Linked DNA regions of Xenopus tropicalis: region 2 is linked to region 1. The links are chromatin contacts, called in public Hi-C maps. All regions are on one chromosome and are shown on one strand. The core of a region is the stretch at or near the end of the contact, and the rest is flanking DNA. Distances in the headings are between cores, read along the strand shown. Region 1 holds the start of rasl10a (RAS like family 10 member A). Region 2 has its middle 7.1 kb from the start of emid1.

Evidence for each region. Hi-C and Micro-C count contacts between places; a contact is called where the count stands out from the background.
Region 2: a contact with region 1 is called in a Hi-C map of gastrula embryo, with 2.6 times the contacts expected there. The contact joins the enhancer-like site here to the promoter of rasl10a in region 1. A contact is called at or near these places in 2 of 5 Hi-C or Micro-C datasets (brain and gastrula embryo).

The regions. Positions count from the first base shown.
Region 1 is chr1:144,895,972-144,898,722 of UCB_Xtro_10.0, reverse strand. It overlaps rasl10a (RAS like family 10 member A), which reads right to left and starts at 1,416. Exons shown (of 4, transcript NM_001005037.1): 1 at 1,363-1,416; 2 at 435-765. The coding sequence starts at 650.
Region 2 is chr1:145,012,874-145,015,624 of UCB_Xtro_10.0, reverse strand. No RefSeq gene overlaps it. Among named protein-coding and RNA genes, the nearest start is that of emid1, 7.1 kb to the right of the region's middle. Within about 2 kb of position 1,389, at least 4 of the 11 cell types and tissues checked have an H3K27ac peak or open chromatin away from gene starts, as enhancers often do. A contact at or near this core is called in gastrula embryo, where this site is marked.

The DNA of each region.
Region 1 (2,751 bases), core at 167-2,666:
GGATTCAGATTCAGCCAAACTAAATATGAATCCTTAAAATCATGTGATTTTTCTTCATATACACATGGACATTGATTTTTTTTTTTTCTTTAACCCTTCCTTAGCCTAACCTGCATTTGTAAATTAGGATTCGGATTTGGTTTGGTATGCAGCCAAACCTTTTAGGAAGGATTCAGGGTTTGGCTGAATCCCAAAATAGTGGATTCTGTGTATCCCTAACCTAAGAATAGGCCATTCTATAACATATTAAAAGTAAACCTGAAGCTGAAACACCCCTATAATAAAGATTTTGCATATGAGCTATTGCATTAAATCCCAGTTTGCACCAAATTTGATAAGTTCACCCAAAAAGCTGAATTATAAGACAATATACAAAGGCAAGCTGTACAATGTACAATATAGATGACCAAAGATTATTTGGAGAGATGCCCTACCTGCCCTGCGGTTCCTGGGTATCTCTGCATGTTGGGCACATCCAGAATATGCAGTTCATACAGTCTTCCACTCAGGACAGCAGAGGCTCGATGCAGTTCCCTGTGTTCTGTTGGGATATATTCCTCCGGGAATTCCTGGGCCACAAAACGCCGAACAATGGAGGTCTTTCCAACTCCTGGCGCCCCTAGCACTGCCACCTGCACTGTCGACACCATGGTCACCTCAACTTAGCAGCACTTTCAAGTAATCATCAATGGTTCTGGCCCACTCTAGGCAGGAGCTTTCTTTATCTTAGGGTCTGCAGGTCATGGGGCAGGATCATTCTGGCGTCTCTAGGTCCAATATATAATAACATGAACAAAATGCAATAAAAGAAAGTATTAAAGTGAATTCAATATCTGGGAATCCTATATAGTGACTTTGGGCACAAACACCAGGGATGGCAGGGGATACCAGGCAACACTATACCATTTCATGTCATGGTTCTGGGGCATAAGGGTTGTTATTGTGAGTGACTGGATTACTAGGGATGTTTGCATGCACTCTCAGTATTAGATTGTCAGGGGGGCTGGGGGTGGATATGGGACATTAGCATCTTTGTACAACATGACAGCAATAAAGATGCAGGCACAGCCCCTTTTTGAAGGTCACATCGTTGCAAGCTTCTCCGCAGAACACAACAGTAACAAAGGCAGAAAGTAGTTGAGAGAAAGTCATGGCTCAGTCCTGTATTACGGATACCAGCCGCAATTATTCCAAAAAGCGGAAAATCCAACCTACTAACAGGAGCCTCTCTCTGCCAGCGCGAAACTTACAGTCACGTGACAGAAATCAAAGCCAAAGGCTTACAGGTTCCCCCATTCCATCTAGCGGGAAAGCACCCAGCTCCTACCCCCTAATTCCTTCAGGAAGAGTGGCGCTACTTACCTCCTGTGAGCGGAACCCCAGGTAGGAAGCAGCCGCAAATACAGTACCTTTAGCACCAAGGAGAGCGACAGCCAAACCAGAGCTCTGTCCCCTCCCCCTCACTAGTGAGCCCAGCGCCATCCTAGCGCAACCGCTGCGGAATACAAATGAGTTACCCGTCTCCTCCTTCCCGGGGTGGGGGGGTATACTAAGCGCAATATCGGAGCCTCAATGCACTCCAATGACAGCGGGGTCAAGCAGAGCTGGGTTACATAACTCCGTTCCTTGGCCCCGCATACCATTGCTTTGTGTCGAGCTGATATTAAATATGTGATGGGGGGAGCGATCTCCTATAATCGTTTCTTTCACGTCATGTTTCTATACGGCTATAAGGGACAAGACTGTCAGTAAGGGATTAACATTCTCCAATTATTGATTGTCTATAGACATCTCCAAACAGCAGCCTAGCTCCAGGCTCACGGTGCATTCGGCTTTTCCAATGATGTTAATGGAAATGGCCTTTGCCAGAACAATCAGTAGTGCAGCACCCACCTTTATACATACACCATATAAGCAATATAGAGAGACGAAATGCTTTCGGCTCTCTGGGAGCACAGATCTGCCAAATTCCCAACTATCTCCCCTCACCTTTGCTCAATAACTACTCTCCCCTTTCCTAAATGTGGTACAGAACTATATATCTATAATCCCTATTATCTCTAAAGTTGTTTGTAAACTGGCATGGGTTACTTTGTGCTTGAGAATCATTCTTTGTATTTTCTTCTGCTAAATATATGTGCCAGTCTCAGGCACTACCCCTGCTAATGAGTTGTCTTTGTCCCACCCCCATGCTTGGTAATGTGGCAGTCCATATTTATGTTAGACACACAACAGACAAGCTCTTGCATAGGGCAACTCAACTAGGGGCAAGGAGAGATTTGGATATAAGATATAACAAACAATGAAATTAAAAAAAATAAAAAAAAATTCAACTTATACTCCACAGTTTGGGGTAAAGGCCCTTTATTTCAATGATGGTTGGTGCTGTACAGCTGCCTGTATTGGACAGTGACACAACACAGCTGTGGAAAAGCATGCGTTATCCTGTTGGGATGTACGGTAAGTATGCATGCAGCTCATTGGGAACAATACAAAGCATTTTGGTCAAAAATCATATCTGTGATACAAATGTAACACTGCCCATAACTCACCATACCTACACTTAAGTTTACTGATAGTAGGCAACAGCAACATGACTACAGCAGCAGCAGCAGCAGCAAGAGTGACAGGTGTCCTGCCCCCACATGCACTTAGCATTGTTGTGTCACCATGAACCAGCAAGGGGGGGGGGGCTGGTAAAAAGTCACAAAACACCACTAGTACTCATGTTGTGGGACTGGGTTTCATCAG
Region 2 (2,751 bases), core at 140-2,639, 120 kb before region 1:
AGGATAGCTTATACCCCAGTAGAGAGTATTCAATGTTATTCAGGGATCTTCTTTAAAAAAGTCTGCTCTGTGTCTGTGATACTGAGTTTGATAACCCTGTTCTGTATGTGTGTCATTGTGACAGGCTAAGGGAGGGACCGCTGTGCTTTTTGACAATGACGGACTAACGGAACAATACTCCTATTTGTAGGAAATAGCTGAGTGTGTTTTTTTCTCTGTGTGTGGAATGCTGTAAAACTGAAAGAACAGTTGTGTGTTTATGGTTTAAAATATGCGCATTAGTATGGTATTTGTGAAAGTGACTGTCATTTTCAACTAAAGACTAATTTATTACTGCTGGTCAAAGCACTTTTGTATCATGCCCCTTAAAGATTCTCTTTCCTAAATGTACAATGCTTTGCACTCAAAAAAAGAGCTGGGAGAGGTTGGAAACATGACTATAGTCCTTGATGTAAAATATAGGCTTTTATTTTGAGTGGAGTGCAGTCCGATATCTATATTTTGGAGTAAACTGTTGGAAGGATGTTGGGCATGTGCACCCACCATGAACTTAATTGCTGTTATAATTTTCCGATTCAAATGGGCTTCTGAACACACGGCTTCTGGTGGGAAGGATGTAGTTGCCCCCATCATATCCCATAGTGCATTATTTAGACTCAAAAGCTAGGGAGTACCAAGGGGTGCAAGGAATAGGAGAGACATATAGCTGCTGTCTGCCTAAGGTACCCATTTTGTACTTAGTTGCCTTGTGCTTAACAGCACTGCACTCTGCATCTTGTGCCAAACATTTCATTTTGTGCAAGGTGCAGCGCATAGTCATTGCCCTGCATGCAAGTGCTCTGTGCATGGACACTTGTGGGAGCAATGTTGCACCTCTCAGGGCTGTTGCACTTGCATCAGAAATATTAAATAAACCTTATGACCCAAGGCTTGGTCATGCCAGTCATTGAGCACCCCACCCAGCAAAATGATATATGCTCTCATATTTCAGAAGGCTGCATGTACATGCAACAATATGCAACAATGACAGTACTTGACAACAATGACCGGATCCTGCAGTACAGACTCAAAGCACATTATATTCCCATTATTTATCCAGTGTAACTTTACAAAATTATAAGATAAATTACATTAGTTGATCGTTATATTAAAAAAAGGGGCTGGCAGTTCGTAAACCTGATATATGCACTTTGCTTTTATCTGAGACATACAAAGCTCTCCTGTGGGCAAGCTCATAGAGCAGTTTTGTTTGTGATGCTGAATGAATGACCTCCTTCCCTCCCTGTCCTTTTGTGTATAGTTTTAACACTTGTCGACAATTGCTCCTCTATTTACTTGATAATGAGTTAGCTCTTCCATTGTCATGATGCTTTACATGTCTATATATGACACTGTCAGAGTATGGAAGGCCTTTTGTTGTGTTCTTTGCACTAACAAAATGGACACTCTGGCTTGCCTTGGATACTGGCAAAACCTGCACTAATTTGTATGACTATTTGTTACTACTGCCAGCCTGTCCTGTACTGCCCCTGCTACCTCCCATTAATTAAAATAGATTAAAGATTAAAATAAGAACCACAAGACAGAGGCATAACTTGGGACCCTTAAACTTACCAGGAAGTTGGACTGTGAATTGCCCTCCTGCATATGTAGAGCGGTGTTTGATATTATATAGATCAGAAAAGGGGTGATAAAAGATTTTGACACGCTCCTTTCAAACTTATCTAATATAAAAGCCTATAGAACTATATTTTCCACCTAAGGGCTGTGGCAGATGAGGAGATTAGTCACCCGCGACAAATCTCCCTTGTCGCGGGCGACTAATATGCCATCCCACCGGCTAGAATGTAAATTGCCAGTGGGATGGCAGTGATGTGGCACCTCTTAAAGGAACAGTAACATCAAAAAATTAAAGCGTTTTAAAGTAATTAAAATATTATGTGCTGTTGCTCTGCAAAAACTGGTGTTTTTTTGCTACAGAAAAGCTACTATATAAATAAGCTGCTGTGTAACCATGGGGGCAGCCATTCAAGCTGGAAAAAAGGAGAAAAGGCACAGGTTACATAGCAGATAACTAGTATATAACCCCATATAATGGGGGTTTATCCGTTATCTGCTAAGTAACCTGTGCCTTTTCTCCTTTGAATGGCTGCCCCATGGCTACACAGCTGCTTACTTATATAAACTATAGTAGTCTTTCTGAGGCAAACACACCAGTTGTACCAGTGCAGGGCAACAGTACATTATATTGTCATTACTTTTATACACTTCCATTTTTTGGTGTTACTGTTGCTTTAAGTTTCCTCTTAAGGCAACTTGCACAATTTCGGGAAATCACAGCACCGCATATGCCATCCCACTGATGATTTACATTTAAGTCTGTGGGATGGCATATCGGGTAGATTAGTTGCGGGCGACTAATCTCCCCATCTGCCACAGCCCTTAGAAGGAAATCAGAATCGAAATGCATAATCTAATTCTCAAGGAACTTTATGTGAAACTGCTGAATGCAAAAATGTTTCAAGGGTTGAAGAGAGAGGGGGCTTATTAACTCAATGGTTAATTTGCAACAGGGTACTAACCAGTGTTAGCTTTTTAGTGTTCCTTCTGCAGCTATTTTCACAGGTTGGCCCAGGTGCAAATTTTAACCATCACTGGTGTATGAGCCCCACTGCAGATGCTGTGTTCTTCATATTTAAAGGAGAAGGAAAGGCTAATAAAGAGTTAATCTCAAGCTGCAGGCATACCTTC